Linked DNA regions of Mus musculus: regions 1, 2 and 4 are each linked to region 3. The links are chromatin contacts, called in public Hi-C, HiChIP or PLAC-seq and promoter capture Hi-C maps. All regions are on one chromosome and are shown on one strand. Each heading gives the region's core, a stretch centred on a gene start, on an enhancer-like site or on the middle of the called end of the contact. The rest is flanking DNA. Distances are from core to core; before and after follow the strand shown.

Region 1 (4,855 bases), core at 779-3,278, 450 kb before region 3:
TGTCTTTCCCCTAAAACATAGCCATTTATGCTTCATTTTAACATTTCCATTCTATTAATAAAGTATTTATCTAGTTGCTTGGTTCCCAAACTGTGGACTTACCTTGATGAGTCTTCATTATCACAGCAAATAAAAGACAGTCTTGATTGATTTCGCCTTCTTTTAAAATGTCCTTTTTTAAATTAAAAGTATTTAAATAGCTATATAAGGCAACATGTCTCATTTTCAACTTTTTAATTTCTGTTCATTTTGCCACTCCCATAGCTGAAATCCTCATTACTTTTCAAAAGCAACCCTAAAGTAAATATAGGATCCTGGTCACTGGAATGAGCGCTAATGTGCCTGTATCTGGCCCGCAGATTTGTCTTACTACATAAACTTCTAAGCATTGTTCCTCTGTCCAAAAGCTTCTGGTGGCTCCTTGGTGCCCAGGAGATAAAGCTGAAGTGTTAACACACATCCTGATTCCCATTCAACCATTTAGCTTCATCTTCGACCACTGATCCTCCAGAAATCTCAACTCTAGACCGGCCTCACCCCTTTTTCTAGAATAGCATACCTCCTGCACTTGCTTCATTCACTCCCCAGTACTTTTTACCTTCTGCCATGAAGTCATTGCTTCTCTCAACTAAAGACCACGCAGTTTAGAGGCCCAATTTAACCCAAATAAAGACTTTTTTAAGACGCAAGGGAGAAGACCAGATATGGTGTACATGACTAAACTTTCAGTGATTGAAAGGCTAAGAGAGAGGATTTAAGAACTGGAGACTATTCTGGACCACCCATTAAGACCCTGACTCAACCCGGGCGTGGTAGCGCACGCCTTTTATCCCAGCACTTGGGAGGCAGAGGCAGGCGGATCTCTGAGTTTGAGGCCAGCCTGGTCTACAGAGTGAGTTCCAGGACAGCCAAGGCTACACAGAGAAACCCTGTCTCGAAAAAAACAAAAAAGGAAGAAGAGGAGGAGAAGAAGGAGCAGGGGGAGGAGGAGGAGGAGGAGGAGGAAGAAAAAAGACCCTGACTCAAAACAAATACTCTAGAATGAAAAACAATACCAAGGCAGAGGCTGTTCGGCTCCTGCGCTGGCTGGACAGTCATGCTCTGCCTGTGCTATGGCAGCATGTGCTCTGACGTCCTGGAGGCAGGTCTGGTCTTAGCCTAAACTCTCCTCTGAATCTGCCTTTACGGTGAGACTTCCCTTCTGGTTTGAAAGCTGACTCCAAGGTTCACCTGGGTACTATGACTAATATGCCTGTGTATGTCTGTATGTCTGTATGTCTGTATGTCTGTGTATGTTCACCTGGGCACTATGACTAATATGCCTGTGTATGTCTGACATGATTACTGTTTGACATGGTTATTTTGGTTTGTTATGCAACCATACTTTTCACCTACTTTTATGTCAATATTTTCCTAATACCATAGCACAAAAAGTAGTTATTCTCTACTTACTAATATCACTTAAATATTCATATAGTTACACATGCTATAAGCCAGACAAGTTCAACCTGTGGCCTGCTGGCTTCATGTGTTCCAGTACACTAATGAATTTGCTCCAACACATTTGCAAATGGCATTTTGTTACAATGTCAAAAGGTCTGATACCCTTGAAGTAATACAGAAGAGAGCAATCCTTGGCTTTAAGCTACCTATGAACAGAAGAGACTAAGCAAAATTAACATCTATCTACTTCAGCTCTGTCCTTTGACTGTCTCCTGCTTCTCACTCAAGTTACTAAGGAAAGGGAGAGTAGGAGGGGAAAAGAAGAAATAAGCTGATTACACACAGAGCTTCAGAGGCACTGGTCCCTGTCCTCAGTGTTTTAGAAGTTCTTGGTAGAGAGGCCACATTGCAGAGTGGAATTTTACAAAGGGGAAGAGGGTAGCTTATGACTTATTTGTTATTGGGATGATAGCCAAGGGTCATAAACTGTTGAAATAATCACTGGCTGCCTTGGGTGACAGATGCCCAGGATCAGCAAGGAGACCTGCATGGCTGGAACCTCTCTATACCCATCATTGTGGCCAGCAGCTGCCTCAGACTCTGGCTGGGGCTGCTGTGGTCACTGCTGAGGTCAACAGCCACTATTCCAAGAACTAGAACTAACATTTCCAACAACCTTTTTACCTTTGTTCTATGGCATGGTCCATCTTCCTGTGGATGTGGGAAGGAGAATGCTCAAACAAAATATAGCTAAAGAAAGTCACTAAGGATGATTTTTTTAAGCCCTAAAATCTTTATAAGGAACAAAACACTGGCAGTTTGTAGCTTCATTTTAAAATAATCTCACATCCATAATCAAACTTATGTCTAAACATCTCTCCTTGGAAGTCTTTTCTGGAACAACCCTTCCTGGTTAGTTTAGCTCTCTTTGTTAAGCCCACAACCCCTGCCATTCCATTTGTTCAGATCCCTAAGGCAAGGGACAGGGAAGAGGTGGGGGAGACCTGTATGTTTTCCACTCTAAAGGAAAAGCTAAATGTTTCCTCTCATTTCTTTATGGTTTGACCCCTGTACTCTTCAAGGACTACTGACCTCCTATACACACAAATAATAATAGTAATAACTTCCCCTCAGAAATGGCAGGCGCTGACTGGACATCTTCAGTTTGATCCTATATAAAATTTCAATCTCCGTGTCTCCTCTTGGGCTCTTAGAAGAAAACGTGGCTCTGACCCCTACTAGCAAGGATAGGTTTAACTCCCTGAAGGGCAGTATGGAGGACCCAGGGAATAACACAATAAATCTGCAATAATTACACCTGCTCCTTAGAGGTATAGCCCATCCAGACCTTTCTATAAAAGCCTCGGTGGCCTCTCAAGATAAAACCCTACATAATGGCTGTATATCCAGTGATTGCTGATACATAGGGTGAAGTGTCTACAAAGGAGTATTCTCACTACCATGCCTCTGGCTCTTAAGCAGGCCAAAGGCATGAGCATTGAACACATCTTTCCATATTTCTGGGCTTATGGACAAACTACCAATAAAAGAGATATACTTACAAACTCACTAGAAATGTAGCTAACTTACATCTCAACTGTATGCAATAAATTCCTCACTTCATGACAAATAAAAAGTAGTGCCTATAAACCTGATTAAAAACAGTCACACAGAATGACAGTGAACATTTTAAGTCATTCCTTATCACTACAACAAAGACAAAACTGTCTTATGTACCAAACAAACCCAGGTCCCAAAGGTTTCAAGTGCCTTTTGGTAACCTGCATGTTTAAACAATGAAGATGAACTGCTCTTTAGGTTCCCCGCAAATGCCCACTTCACATTAAAACGTATCTACAATAAACCCGGGTTTCAAAGCATCTGCCTTGTAGTCTTTTCATGGGTGCCATGGATGCCCACAAACTTCCATCACACTCGACTCCAGCCTCTGTATAAAATCATGGACCATTCTTCAGATTGTAAATTAGCAAGCACCAGTGCACATGTGGCTCTGGGAGAAGTGTCTTTGGGAGTCTGATTATCGTGGTATGCTCATCCCATTAACACATGCCCCACACAATCTCCTCACACAGGGATGAGTTGAAAGCTGTGACATCAGGTCATGGTGTGGGCTCCTGGAATAGGGGCAAAATCAGACCCTGATTTGAAGCTCAAGCCTGGACAACTCTGTGGCTCGTTGTCTTTCTTAGTCTTGAAGGTTTAATGAGAAACCCTTTCAGAGTTGTAGGCAACTTTTTCTGCCTCTTTGAGTCAGGGTCTTGCTATATAGCTAAGCTAGCTTCAAGTAGGACCATCTGGCCTTCAACACTTCAACTCAGTGTTGGGATTACAAGTGTTGGTTGTCATACTCACCTAAAAAGCTAAAAGTTTTCATGATCTTGAGTTTTTAACCTACTATATTTAAAAATGACATTTGTTAAAAGACTGGCTTACTTAGTGTATTTTTCCTAACATATTTGCTTAGTTTCTTCATAACTTTTTATTTCACAATTGGATGAACTAAAAGTTGCTTCACATGTGAGTACATTTCCTTTCCATTTCACCACCCAAATTATCTACTGGAAGATCAGACTCTGGTGAAACTACAGGGATAAGTGAGGGTTATATATGATTAATTTTTTTCATTGAACTCAGTTTCATTGAACTCAGCAAAGCTCAAGAGAAGGAATTATAAGTAAAAATAGGCATCATTTTTTATCAGTATTTAAGGTTTAATTTAGGCTTGGCAGATATGAAATAGATTGCCACTCAAAATCCAGTTACATAGTTAAAGAGCATAGAGTCCAGATCCCCACGAGAGGTACTAACCTCTTCACTTTCTAAAACCTTCCAGGCATATACTGCCTGAATAATGAGTATCTGATGAAAGTTACAATGTTATTTTGTTTCCCTATAATACATAATAAAAATAATTCATTCCCATACTTAATAGAATATCCTGTCTTCTATATCATATTTTGCACATAAGATATAAGTTATAAATCAATGTTAGAAATATATGTCTATGGCTGAGTGTAGTGGGGTATGCCTTTAATCTCAGCACTTGGGAGGCAGAGGTAGTCTGAGGCTAGCCTGGTCTACAGAAGATAGCCAGGGCTACACAGAGAAACCCTGTCTCAAAACCTCCCACTCTTCCCCTAAAAGGAATTATGTATCAAATGGAAATTTTTAAACACCTAGATAAGGGAAAATTTGTATAGCCCTTGATAAACTTGTGATTATTTAATGCCTCAGAGGATTGAAGAGTATTAGAAAAAATTCTTCATTGATATACTACAGAATATTCATAACTGTAATAATTATCCTGTGTGTCAGGTTTGTATTTTAAAAGAGTGTGAAGCAATTTCAGGTTACCTGTTTCTAAGTGACAGATTTTCAAAACAGTGAGTAC
Region 2 (4,754 bases), core at 222-2,721, 490 kb after region 3:
TGACCTTGAACTCATAGAGATCCCCTTGCCTCTGCCTACAAAGGTGCAGAGATTAAAGGTATGTGTCATGGTACCAAGCAAATTTCTAATTTTTGTTGTTTTGTGAATGAATAAATAAATAAGAAAGAAAAGAAAGGCTATTGATGTGTTTATAAAAAAGATAAAGAGAGAAAAAAATATGTTCTATGGATGTGTGGTGAGGTATGGGGGAAGGCATCCTTTCCCACTGAGGGACCAGCCACAGGATGGTATAGTATAGAATAGAGTTTATTCAGGGCATGGGGAAAGGAATTAAGAGGATAGTAGAGGCAGAGAAAGGGAGAGAGAGGGGAGGAGGGGAGGGGAGGAGAGAGAGAGAGGAGGGGAGGGGAGGGGAGGAGAGAAGAGAAGAGAAAGAGAGGAGAGGAGAGAGAGAGGAGGGGAGGGGAGGAGAGGAGAGGAGAGAAGAGAAGAGAAGGAGAGGAGAGAGAGGGGAAGGGAGGGGAGGGGAGGGGAGGGGAGAAGAGAAGAGAAGAGAAGAGAAGGAGAGGAGAGAGAGGAGAAGAGAAGAGGAGAGGAGAGAGAGGAGAGAGAGGAGAGGAGAGGAGAGGAGAGGAGAGGAGAGGAGGGGAGGGGAGGGGAGGGGAGGGGAAGGGAAGGGAAGGGAAGAAGAGAAGAAGAGGCTGGTCGTGGCTATGAGCACGTGGAGAGAGGGAGGAAGGGAATGGGAAGGGAAGAGGAAGAGCAAGAGAGCAAAAGAGAGCAAGAAAACAAGAGAGGGAGGAGGGGGCAAGCAGCCCCTCTCATGATGGTTTAGGCCTGGTAACTATGGGGAGGAACATACCTGGCTGTTGCCAGGTAACTGTGGGTTGGAGCTTAGACAGACCTCTAACAAGGTCTGTTAACAGCCATGACTGCTCCTAGGTATGGAGAGAGAGCATAGCTGGAGGTGGGGAGCTCTGAGAGAGTCCAGAGTGGACCTGACCAGACTGAGCTGTGCTTTGTTGGGAGAGGGGAGCGAGGGGGACCAGGTACAGCAGCAGCCAGGAGGCCCAAAGGTACAAAAAATAGTGGGTAACCGAAATAGTTGGACTACATAGGGAGGAACAGCTCAGCACCTAGGGCCGCAATTTGGGGTGGGGGCGGGGTACATCAGCCTGGAGGGCCTTGTAACAGGGAGGGACTAAGAGATGTCAGGAGAACCTGGCAGCCAGGGCTCAGTTTGATGTGTTAAATAGGCACCTCAGCCATTTGTCCTAAGTTTAAAACCTAACACCCCAGCCTTTTGTTGATAATAAATAGATAAGGAGTGATTTGTAATCTCCTCTAGGACTACTTCCTGTTGACATTGGGGCGTCCTTGTTTGGGGGACCAATGGAAGCTGGAATGCTGACCAATTCCAGGAAGAGCCGGCTGTTTCACTCACTGGCCAGGCTCTGCTGTCCCACCCGGGGCTAGGGAGTGCAGGCTACTTGGGAGCCGCCTGAGAGGCTGGATCACCTGGGGCGAGTGGCTCCGAAGCTTTCGGAGATACAGATTGTGAGGGAACATCTGGAGTTTGTGCTGGGGCAGCCAGCAGTTGATTTGAAATCTGCTGGGACAAATTGGGTAGTTTTGGAGAGAAAGTAAAATTTAGGGGTTTCGATTTTTTTTTTTTTAATCTTGAGTGTACATTTGAAAACTGGTAGTTGGGGGAGGAGAGTCCCAAGACCTGGAGAGAGTCCCACCCTAAGGAATGGTTAGTAGACAGAAAAACTTAGGCTGTCAGGATTACTTAAATCTGTTTGACCTATGAGACATGGATCCAAAATGATTCCCTGAAGCTACAAGAGTTTGTTTTGTTTTGGTTTGGTTTTTTGTTTTCTTCATTTTTCAAAAAGAGGCAAAGTTTTAGATATGTTAGCATTGCCACTGTTTGCAATCTGGACTGAAATTCACATTGTTCAAAAGGCAGTAAGGAGACTCATACTTTTGACTCGTAGCTTGGGACCCCACAATGATTTTAGGTTCAAAGCGTGAACACTCTTTCTTCTGTCCAGAAGGCTGGGTGTGGACAGGTCAGACACATGTTTTTAGCACAATGTGAAACATTTTTTTAAAAAAGACAACTAAAGGAAAATTTAAAAGTTAAGCTTGTGCTTAATAGCATTAGCATCAGCAGTGCTTTACCAGAGCCCGACTAATAGCTTATCAGACGCTGTTGATTAACGTCAAGGCTTTGACCTTTTTAAGCTTCAATATGGAGCGGGAAAGAGATCTGAAGCATTTTCTATACCTTAAATCACGTCCTTAGGCCTTTGTAATTCTCACAAACACTTCTTTAAAAGTGGCTGATAATTGAGCGGTCACTATAATAAAGCAGGCTCCTTTAAATAAAAGAATAGTAGAAAAGTTACCTTGAAACCTATTTTATGAATTTAGTCCTGTTTTAGAGTCTAGGGTCTAGAGCGAAGTAAACTGTTTAGTCTTTCTCAGCTGGACACCTAGAAGGTCCCAAGTGAGTAAGGGCTGAGACAGAGGAGCTCAGAGGTGAGAAGGCAGCTGCAGCCTTGGGGGAAGGAGCTGGTAAAGCTTACTGCTGTTAAAGGTACAGTCAGTCCATGTGCTCAGAGATCTGAGACCGATAAATTGCAGCTGGAAGGATAATCCAAATGACTATGCATCATTTAAATGACAGAGACTTCCCCATTCCCTAAGGTGAGTCTCCTAGGCTCTTGGTGGCCTTCCTAGTTTTACTGGGGACAGTAGTCACAGGTCTTCTGCTGTCATAGAGCATAACAGCTCAGTTTCAGCTGTCAAAACGGAGCAGCATGGGCCTTTGGCTGTCAGACCCAGGTCTGAGATTTTTCCTGTAGAGGAACTTGGGAAAACTGATCTTACTTTGACCAGGCAAAGTAGAGCAATCAACCGCAAAGTGTCCACAGTTTGTGTAGAGCCCTGGCAGGGGGTGAAGCATGGGGTGATTTTACCCAGTGATACGTGTAACCACAATTAGGGGGAGTTGCTACACCCTACCTTTCAGGTTCCCACTCAAAAGAGGCATATCTATTATGGGAAGCTTAACCATTTTAAACACCATACTCAGCAGGTCCCTGAAGAGTCTGAGGACCATCTATCTATTAAGTAGACCTGATTTCAGGCTTAACCTTGAAAATACATACAGGAGGTTAAATAAAGCTTGGCGCTAAACCAACAGTATACAAGTTAGTAGCTTAGCAAGGCAAGCAAAGACAAAGGAGCTAGACAAATAGTACTGTGAACCTGAGTAGACTGAAAGAACCTAGTGGGGAAACCCCCACTCAATTCTCGATTCGGCGTGCACCCAAGAATCACAAACAGACGACCATCTTGATGTAAAAGCATGAGGTAGTTTAATGACGGAGCTCCGGGCCGACACATATCTCCCGCAGGAGACAGAGGTGTCGACCACATGGTGGAGCCATAATGGCGGAGCTCCGGTTCGAAACGTATCTCACGCAGGAGACAGTGGTTTCGACCCCAACGCTTGGAGGCTAGGGGTTTTTATAGAAAAGGGGTGGGGCTGGGGGAGGAATTGGCGCGGTTTCACATGATTGGTCCATTTAAACATCAACAGACTGTCAGAAGGGCAGGAGATAGGGAGGCACTAGGACAGTCAGGACATATGACGACGGGCCTGCCCGGGCATGTCCTGGCCTGTTCTGCTATGTTCTCAGCCCCAGGTTTCAAAGCTCACAAACAACTCTTTGGGCTATTTGACATAAATTACATGAATCACATGTCTCAAGTTTTATTTCCTTTATAGACCTTAGGAGTTTATAAATTGATGCAGTTAGCAAAGGTATAAGTATTTAGGTTGAAATCTCTAAGTGGGCTCTTGTTAATCATAGAAAAATCCATACCAATGCAAAATAATTTGGAGACTTGGATGTTCCCTTTGTCTAAAAAGAGGTACAGTGACAAACTAAGTCCTCAGTAGGACTGAGAAATTTTATAATTGTTCCTTTATACCATGTGGTCATCTTAAGATAGGGAAGTCACGCGGCACGTACCCTTTAACCTTAGTAAACATGGCTGACAACCATGTGGTTGGTGTTTAAAAATATCTGTTTTAAAAACAAGAGTTGACACATAGCATGCACTCACTGATAAGTGGATATATTAGGCAAAAAGGTCGGAATACCCAAGATTCAACTCACAGACCATATGAAGCTCAAGAAGAAGGAAAATCCAAGATGTGGATGCTTCTGTCCTTTTTTTTTTTTTTTTTTTTTTTTTGAGACAGGGTTCCTCTGTGTAGCTCTGCCTATCCTGGAATTCACTCTGTAGACCAGGCTGGCCTCGAACTCAGAAATCCACCTGCCTCTGCCTCCCAAGGGCTGGGATTAAAGTCGTGCGCCAAGAAGTGCTTGCTGACAGGAGCCTGATATAGCTGTCTCCTGAGAGATTATGCCAGAGCCTGACCAATACAGACACAGATGCTCGCAGTCATCCATTGGACTGAGCATGGGGACCATAATGGAGGAGTTAGGGCAAGGACTGGAGGAGCTGAAGGGGTTTGCAACTCCATAGGAAGAACAACAATATCAACCAACCAGACACCCTCTCCCAGAGCTCCCAGGGACTAAACCACCAACCAAAGAGTACACATGGAGGGACCCATGGCTCCAGCTGCACAAGTAGCAGAGGATGTTCCTTATCTGGCATCAGTGGGAGAGGAGGCCCTTGGTCCTATGAAGGCTTGATGCCCCAGTGTAGGGGAATGCTAGGGCAGTGAGGTGGGAATGGGTGTGTGT
Region 3 (4,223 bases), core at 1,166-3,665:
AAAACAAAAAACCTTCCTGGTTATCAACATTTGTTATATTGTTACCACCAGAGGAAGTATTTCTTTTATATAGAAATACTTTCAGATATGAATGTTAAAATAACAACAAACCTGGCTTAAGGCCTGCATCTGTATGACCTCAGGTAGGACCTTACTCCTCTCCTAGATTTTTTCCCAGAATTCCACATACAAAACATTGTATTATATTATATTATATTACATTATATTACATTACATTATATTATGCTGGCAAAAGGGCTCAGTGGGTAAAGGTGCCAACCCAAGTTCTATCACCTGGACTGACATGGTAGAAATATAGAATTAACTCCTTTAATTGACCTCTGACCTCCTCATGCATGTGCAGATATAGATAGATAGATAGATAGATAGACACACACACACATATATACACAGCCAATTTAAAAACATTATTAACTAATTCACAGTGAGGCATCCTATTGCTTCCCTGTGTCAAGTACAATCCTGTCTGGCATACCTTTGTCCATCCTGAGATTTCATTTACATTTCTTAGCAAACTTTGTAAATAACAACTTTCGAAACAACCAGAATCCTACATGTAAGTATTGTTAAGCCAGCTGGACTCGACCCTTTGTCCTAAGCACCTCTCTATTAACCTCTGCTCTTAAGTATGTTTAAATAATGTTTTATAAAGAGTCTGGGGAAATGGCTCACATACTCCACCTGCAGCCAGGAGTCCAACATCCCCCGTGTCAAGCAACTCCCAACTGCCTGGAACTCCACCTCCAGAGTCTATCTGCTGCCACTACCTCCAGAACTAGTTCCAGGACAGCCAGGGCTCAGAAAAACATATCTATATCTTATCTATCTCTATCTATTTACCTATCTATCTATCTATCTATCTATCTGTGCTATTTAATAAACTCTGTAAGGAATGGCAGCAAGCACCTTTATTCCTAGCATGCAGGAAGCAGAAACAGGTCATTTCTGTGAGTCCCAGACCAGCCAGGGACACACAGTGAGACCCTGTCTCAACAGCTAAACAAACTAAATCCGAGCTGTGATGCTGCGGCTATAGCTCAGGTGGTAGAGTGCTAACCTAGAAAGTGCAACGTCCTGGGTCTGAACTCTACACCCCATAAAAGCAGGCATGATGGTATATGCTTGTCATCCTAGCACTTGAGAGGGAGAGCCAGGAGGATCAGAAAGTCAAGGTTAAACTCTGATACATAGCAAGGTTGAGGACAGCCTGGGCTACATGACGCCAGGTTTCAAATGAAATAAACTCTATCTCTGCTTCATGCTGGCCTTGTCCAAAATTCTTTCCTGCTGTGATGATTATAATTGGGTTTGAGGTCCCTGTAAGGGAGGGGAGCTCTATAAAGGGGAGAAAATGGCTGCCACAGTTGATAGCTAAAGTGAAGCTAAATCTTCAATCCCATACCACCACTGACAGGAATGGAGTAAACACAAGCAGGAAGCCAGTGTGGGGTCAGGAATGACTATCATCACCATCATCATCATCATTTTGTTTTTTGAGACAGGGTCTCACTTTGTAGACCAGGCTGCCCTCAAATTCACAGAGATCTACCCGCCTCTGCTTCCTGAGTGCTGGGTGTGCGACACTGCACCCAGCTTTCCTTTTTGCTTTGGGACAGTCTTTTGTATCCCCACACTCACTGGACAGCTGTGGATGGCATTGAATGCCTGTTCATTATGCTACCACACTTGAAGATAAACATTTTAAAATGGAAGCACTATCCCTGTACGGATGACAGTACTTAAACCCAAAGCCCCCACAGGTGTAAGGTCTCCTTGCTGAGCCTGCAGGCTTAGCTCCTTCTGGCTCTGTGCTCCATGCAGCTTCAAGGATCCCAACCTCCACTGTCTGGCTGTTTGTTTTCCTTAGGCATAATAACTGGTGAGTTCTTTTCTGTATCCATTTTTAATTATCTCGTCTATGAAACTGAGAACCTGCAAAGGGAACCCAGTGTTTCCTGGTGACACAGCAGACTTGGTCCATAGTTGTTTCCACACACTTTAAACATGTGGTGTTCACTGGCTCAAAGGAGGGTGGCTACAAATGACCTCAATCCACATAAGGAGGAAGGGAAGAGAGGGCCACTGGCCTATCCCTGGAAGAGGAATCAGGTGACCGTGGAGAGGTAAGGACTAAGAAGCCCAGCTAGCTTCAGGCTCCAGGGAGTCCAGGCCCAGGTTGGAAACACTTATCAGCTGCCATCCCTGTCCCTACCCCGCCCCCCCCCCACCTCCTCTGTGCCCCCATGATCCCCTAGGCCAGGACCTGGGCTGCAGAGACATCTGCTTCTATTTGTTTTTCCTTTTCCCTTTCCCTTGATGTCACCCACCTCACCCCACCCTGTGACTCCCGGGAGAGAGCTCACCTCACCTCGGGAGGGACTCGTTTAGTCACTTCTTTCTAAGCCAGGGAGAGAGAAGGAAGGGGGAGGGGAGGAAAGACCAGAGACTTGTGGTACTGGCATTAAGACTAAACACAGCCTGAAGCTGACACCCTGAGGTCAAAGTGGAGAAAGAAAAAAAAAAAAAAAAGACGGGTGAAAGGCTGTGCTAAGAAAAGCTAAGAAAAGCACCAGGGAACAGACTGTGGGGTGAACCTGAGCTGAGGAGAAACTCGATGACTCTTACCTTTGGGTCACACCTAGGCTAATAACCACGACTGGAAATTCCTGTTGGGAAGAGGCAGCTTTTTCTTATTGAGATAATAAGCCCTCGGTGTTGAACCTGGAACACTTTCAGACCAGTGGAGGCTCCCGCAAACTCATGGGGAACCTTTGTGTAAATCAGAAAGGGGAGGTCTTTTCTCCAGGCGGTCACGACCTCCAGCTTGGCCCGGTGTCTCTGCTTTCCCAGCTGACTACCTGGGCAAAGGTACATCTGACACTCGCCCTCACCTTCACCCTCGCCCTTACCCTCACCCTACCTTGCCACCTCCCCTACCCCTGCTAAGTTGTTGCTGGCCCACCCTGCTGAAGTTGACATCCAAATAAATCCAGGACTACCACTCAATTCCCTTGTCCCAGGAGAGGCTTCCGGTTGATGTGGAAGAAGTCTTTCTTGCCACATCCCTGGCCTGACCAAGGATGGTTATTAGCAATTTAGTACTGATTGGGCCCTGTCCACATCAGTCAAGAAGAGGGAGGGACTTACGAGCCTCCACCCTCCCTGAAGATCTATACGCAGTTATGGGATGCTGGCAGGAAGAGACATTTTCTTTAGTATTGTAGCCATTGATAAGGCGCTCCAAATCCCACAAACAATTGGGACACACACACACACACACACACACACACACACACACACACGCAGGCACGCACGCGCGACAGGGAAATAGGATAAGAACTGGTTAAGGAAAGGAATCAGCAGGAGAGGGAGAAGAGTGAACAAGAAGTAAGGGGGTGCCAAAGACCACGGAAACACAGTATGCACGTGCATGAAAATGCCGTAAGGAAACCCATGGTCATGTATCACTAGTACATGCTAATAAAAATATTAAAATTGGAAATCACGGCTATGTAGCCCCTGGTGACATAAACGACTTGGGCAAAGATTATGGAAGGTTACTAGAGAGCAAAATATGTTGGCTAAAGAAGCACTTCCAGACAATGCAGAAATTACCAAAGGAATAAATTCCCTTTCCAACAGAGAGAGCTGGCGGGCCACACCCACCCAAGTGATCAAACTGAGTGTCCCTGTTAGTACAATGGTTATGCACCTCCTGGTGTGATTAATCTAAAATAAATACCTCTACCACCTATGAGTTATTCTGTCAAAAGTGATTAACTTCACTTCAGTTTCCAGCTTCCAAGTCAGATGATTCACAACTGCCTATGGCTCCAGCTCCAGGGATCCAGCGTCCTCTTCTGGCCTCTGAAGGTACCTGCACACATGACCACATAAACTGACACAAAGAAACATTTAAAATTTTTGTTGGCCTCTACACATACAGGTAGGTACTCATGTGGCCTCCCCCATTAGTCACACACACACACACACACACACACACACACACACACACACACACACACACCATTCTTTACCATTAATATCTAAAGGGCCAACTCACAGTGTGTAATATACAATCAAAAAAGTCAACTTGTAATAAAGACACTCCCTAGCCAAGTGTGGTGGGTCACATCTGCAATCCCAGCACTCAGAAAGCTGAGGCAGAACCATTGCTGAATTCCAGGCCACGCTGGGCTAAC
Region 4 (4,451 bases), core at 1,546-4,045, 290 kb after region 3:
GACTTTATTTTTCCCCCTCTGTCGCTCTCTACTCTTTACATGAAGTTCCTCTGATGAACTCCCAGTTGAGTTCAATTCCAGGAAAAAATTTGTTCTGAAAGTTCATTTGTATGCTTTCTGTTGTCCCCAGTCCAAAGCTATGCAATCTAGTGCATTTTTTGTTTGTTCCTAAGCTGCCAGAAAACTGGAAGCCAAGTTCATTGTCCAAGTGCTGTAATCTGCTCCATTCACGCCATTCAAAATGTCGCCCCTCTTCTGCCCTCTCCTGCTGAACATCTCTGGCGTTGGTTTTAGTTTAAGTAACCTCATCCCGTGCCCACACCCATCACCCTTGCCTACTTTTCAACCTCCAGACCCCATCCATTTCTCTTGCCTTACCACTGCCATGCAACAGGGCTGCAAAGCCTGGGTCTCACTGGCCTCAAGGCCAGAGTGAGCTTTCTAAAACACAAAGCCGGTCCATCATTCCTACTCAGAGGAACTCCTCCTTCCACATTCCACCTTGCCCTGCCTTGCTGAGACAGACAACAGACAGACAGACAGACGCATGCACAATGGAGGCGGCAGGAAGAAAGGGAGAGGCTCTGACTCCATGCTGCAGACACACGGGTTCTCCCCCATGCCTGCCTCTCTGGCCTTTGGGTGACTTTGCTGTCTCCTCTGTCCCAGATAACCTTCCCTGCACTTTCATGGTGGAGTGACTCCCAGGGCATCCACAGGCATCCTCTCTGGATTCTCCTGGTTCTACAGCATACAGCATGAATAGCCAGGCCAGACTGGAATGGTAGCTTCTGGTACCAACATGTCCCCAGTCACCAGCACGCAGACCCATTTATATGAGTGAAGTAAGACCTGGCAGGTGCATCTTCCAGAATGAACATCCAGACACGAAGCTCTCTGCCAGTCCCTTATTACCATCCCTTACAGTCTCTGAGGAATGGCAAGTTGGCTCAGCCTGATGTCCTGAAAGTTCAATCCTGACCACCCACACGATGGGAGGGCAGAACTGACTCCTACAAATTGTCTTCTGATCTACATACATGACTAGTAGCACATACACAATAAATAAAAATGCAATAAAATTATTTTAATTTAAAAAATAGTCTCAGAGCTGGAGACATAGCTTAGTTGGTAGAGAACTTACTGAGCAAGCAGGAAGCCCCAGGTTTGACCCCAGACATCTCATAAAGGTTTGTGCCACACTCCCGTAATTCTAGTGTTTTGGAGGTAGACTCAGGGACTAGAGAGATGGCTCATCAGTTAAGAGCACGAGCTCGGGCTGCTCTTCCAGAGGACCTGGGTTCAATTCCTAGCACTCACATAGCAGCCCACAACTGTGTGTAACTAACTCCAGTCCTAGAGGATAGGCACTAGAGCGGCCGTGGGCACTGCATGAACATGGTGTACAGACATACATTCAGGGAAACTCATAAAGATATAGTACATTTAAAAAAATTAATTCAAAATCAAGTTCAAGGTCTGTCTAAGCTACCTGAGACCCTGCCTCAAACAAACAAGTCCCTGAACTGAGCCTGCCTGCCTACCAGTAATCCTGAATTTAGAGAGTTAAGACAAAAGGGAGGACTTTAAGTTTGAGGCCAGCCTGGGTCACATACTGAGACCCTGTCTCAAATAAATAAACTGTCTGTTTCTGTTTGCCTTCTGCTTCCTCTCTGAATCTCCAACTCTCTCCTCTGTGGTCCATTCCCTAAAGAGCCTATTCAACTCTTCAGGTGTTTGGTACTGAAGGAGAAAGGCTTTTCTATAGTAACCACAGCAGGTGCAAGTGTTTCATAACAAATTACTGTAAAGTGCCTATTATAACACTATTACCACACTCCACAATTACCTGTCTTTTGGGGAGCTATAGTCACAACCCTGAAAGCCATCAGAGCACCCGGCCAGAAGTCAGCCTGCTCCTTCCTCAGCAGGCTGGTTAAATTAGGGTCCCAGCTCTCTCCTTGTTCCAATCCAGGGCCAAAGGAAGGCACTCCTTAGCTTCCTGTGTCTGCCCCTCACTACAGGATTCCGGGCGCTGAGCTCCCTCTGGCTCAGTGGTCTGACTCCATATCACAGTGACTCTCCTGCACAGGACTATATCCTGTGTGGTTAAGAGACTTACCCTGGGCTCCATCTACTCCCAACTCCATCCTTGGGGAGGAAAGTGGGAGAAGTAAACTTCAACGTACCCCACTTTCCACCACGACAAATCCCGACTAGAGCCGCCTGGACTCCCCCACCCCAGCGTACACACTCGGTCTCACACGCGCGTACTCACTCACAGCCGCCCGGGAGCTCCGGCACAGCGCAGGGCCGGGCTCTGCCCAGTTTCTGCAAGTTTCTTCGGCCCTGAAGTTAGCCCGACCCGGGAAAGAGCTGTGGATCGCTTCCTGCGCGGGTCCCCAGGGCCCCGCTGAAGCGTCCCCAGCGCCGCCTGCGAGGAGCCCCGGCTTGCGCCTGCAGTCTCCTCGTCGCCCCCGCGCGTACCCTCCCGGGTCTCCCCCGAGGTCGCCCGCACTCCGGCGCCCAGCCCTACCTCTCTACGGGCGTCGGCTCCGCGGGTTCTGGGGCGCAACTCGCGGTCGCCCGGGGCAGGGGCGGCGGGGGCCTGGGGCGCCATGGCCCGCTGCCCTCCGCGCCTTTGTCCGCGCGGCCTCCCCCGGCCGCCGCGAGCCCCTCGGGTCCCCGCCGCGCGCGCTCCCGTCCGGTCCCCGCCGCCTCCGGCCTCGGAGGCGTGCTGCGTCTCCTCTGGCCTCCCGCGCGCGCGGCCCCTTCCTCTGCCCTGGGCTGCGCCGCGACCGTCTGCAGTGACGCGCGCCCCCTCCTCCCGACCCATCCCGCGGCTCCAGTGAGCTAATCCGCAGCTGGCGGGCGCCCGGCCGGTTGCCACAGCAACCACTCTCCCAGGGCCCGCCGCCGAGGGGAGCCACGGTAAACAGGACCTTCTGCCGCACTCACTCGCCCCCTCGCCTTTCGAGGGGTGGGGGAGACGGTGGCTTAACCTTTTCTGTGCTGAAGATCGCCGAACCGGTTCTCTGCTACCCCGACTGAGGTCCATTCTTGAGATGCGCTTAGCCAGGGGCCGAGAACCAGATTTAGACAGCACCAAAGCCGTAGCCACACTCCCTGCCCTTGCTTTGTTTCTGAGCAGTTAGGGTGGACGCCTCAGGCAGAATTGGGCTCCACATTTGCCCCCAAGCAACTGACAGTCATGAGATAGGCCTTCGAGGCCCAGTTTGCCCATAAGCAACAACTCACAGTCATGAGACAAGCTATTTGGACCCAAGGGTCCATATTTGCCCCTAAGCAACTCAGGAGCCTGGGCCATAAGGATCCAGGGGCCCACCTCCCTACAGAAGGGTACAGAATGGGTCCCAAGCCCTGGTCAGGAAAAGTGATCAGAGAACTGGCTTTCTACAGCACACCGGTCCCACGGTCCCACGGTTCCACGGTCCCACGGTCCCACGTACACAGGGTGCAGTCAAAGCACTCACACAGGAGGTTTTTAAGACAGTAGGATTGCCAAATTGGGGGGCTGGTGAGATGGCTCAGTGGGTAAGAGCACCCGACTGCTCTTCCAAAGGTCCAGAGTTCAAATCCCAGCAACCACATGGTGGCTCACAACCATCCGTAATGAGATCTGACTCCCTCTTCTGGAGTGTCTGAAGACAGCTACAGTGTACTTACATATAATAAATAAATAAATCTTAAAAAAAAAAAAAAAAAAAGGATTGCCAAATTGGAGTCCACTTGAAAATGCTGTGGGGGCCTTAAGGGAGCCAACACAGGCTGGGGCATTCTCTGGGGCTTTGGTGACCAGCGATAGTGAATCAGTTATAGAAGGTGGAGAAACAGGGCAAGAAAAGACAGCCTGAAAAGAGGGAAGAGTGTGACTGGTGTTGTGGGGGTGTCACATTATGGTATTTGGGGGACCCTTAAGTGGGAGGGAATAAGGATCGATGGGTAGGCCTGGAGGGATTCAAGTGGCCTGGGCAGAATTTGAATATTATGCTAAAGGCAAAGGGGTCCAAGCAGAGAAACACCAGATGCTAAGTGCTCAGGCCTGACAGTGACAATTTATCTGCCCTGAGGGTAGGTGCCAGCCAGTCTCCTTCCTGGCTATTAGAGACCTTCAAGAGTAGCCTAATGGCCTAAAGCTTAGGTTGGGGTGGCCAGTTGGGGGTGGGATAGGTACAGACCCAGAGTCTTACAACTTCACAAAGTGGGTCCTCAGAAGAAAACTAGAGCTTCATATAAAGAGGAAACCAGGCGAGGCATGTCTGTAACCCAACACTCAGGAGACTGAGGCAGGAGATCTCTAGTCTGTGTGCAGGGGGTGAGGTATGGTAATGAGAGTGGACTTCAGACACCAGGGAACTGGGACTTAAAGTTCCAGGCGAAACAAAGTTGCATGTCCTTCATAGTTGAGGGGTTTGCTCATTGCAGGAGAT

The links. Promoter capture Hi-C pulls out the DNA fragments that hold promoters and counts their contacts. A called contact is a pair of places that touch in the nucleus more often than the background predicts. HiChIP or PLAC-seq counts read pairs in DNA pulled down with a chosen protein or histone mark.
Region 1: a FOXA1 HiChIP or PLAC-seq map of pancreatic cancer cells shows a contact between it and region 3. The contact joins two enhancer-like sites. A contact is called at or near these places in 1 of 39 promoter capture datasets (3T3-L1-derived adipocytes) and 1 of 115 datasets of contacts at active chromatin or transcription factors (pancreatic cancer cells).
Region 2: a promoter capture Hi-C map of embryonic stem cells shows a contact between it and region 3, with 2.8 times the contacts expected there. The contact joins two enhancer-like sites. A contact is called at or near these places in 2 of 39 promoter capture datasets (embryonic stem cells and liver).
Region 4: a Hi-C map of embryonic stem cells shows a contact between it and region 3, with 2.8 times the contacts expected there. The contact joins the promoter of Dennd2a here to the enhancer-like site in region 3. A contact is called at or near these places in 4 of 39 promoter capture datasets (cranial neural crest, embryonic stem cells, hippocampal neurons and 1 more), 3 of 484 Hi-C or Micro-C datasets (all in embryonic stem cells) and 3 of 115 datasets of contacts at active chromatin or transcription factors (bone marrow-derived macrophages, embryonic stem cells and pancreatic cancer cells).

What each region holds. Positions count from the first base shown.
Region 1 is chr6:38,822,098-38,826,952 of GRCm38.p6, forward strand. The region is part of intron 1 of Hipk2 (homeodomain interacting protein kinase 2); the gene reads right to left. Among named protein-coding and RNA genes, the nearest start is that of Hipk2, 52 kb to the right of the region's middle. Within about 2 kb of position 2,029, at least 37 of the 459 cell types and tissues checked have an H3K27ac peak or open chromatin away from gene starts, as enhancers often do. A contact at or near this core is called in pancreatic cancer cells, where this site is marked.
Region 2 is chr6:39,757,805-39,762,558 of GRCm38.p6, forward strand. No RefSeq gene overlaps it. Among named protein-coding and RNA genes, the nearest start is that of Braf, 35 kb to the left of the region's middle. Within about 2 kb of position 1,472, at least 24 of the 459 cell types and tissues checked have an H3K27ac peak or open chromatin away from gene starts, as enhancers often do. A contact at or near this core is called in embryonic stem cells, where this site is marked.
Region 3 is chr6:39,266,781-39,271,003 of GRCm38.p6, forward strand. Gm26008 (a long non-coding RNA gene) reads right to left here. Exons shown (of 6, transcript XR_001785221.2): 4 at 3,764-3,919. Among named protein-coding and RNA genes, the nearest start is that of Gm34147, 3.3 kb to the left of the region's middle. Within about 2 kb of position 2,416, at least 39 of the 459 cell types and tissues checked have an H3K27ac peak or open chromatin away from gene starts, as enhancers often do. A contact at or near this core is called in embryonic stem cells and pancreatic cancer cells, where this site is marked.
Region 4 is chr6:39,555,039-39,559,489 of GRCm38.p6, forward strand. Dennd2a (DENN/MADD domain containing 2A) reads right to left here and starts at 2,796. Exons shown (of 19, transcript NM_172477.4): 1 at 2,537-2,796.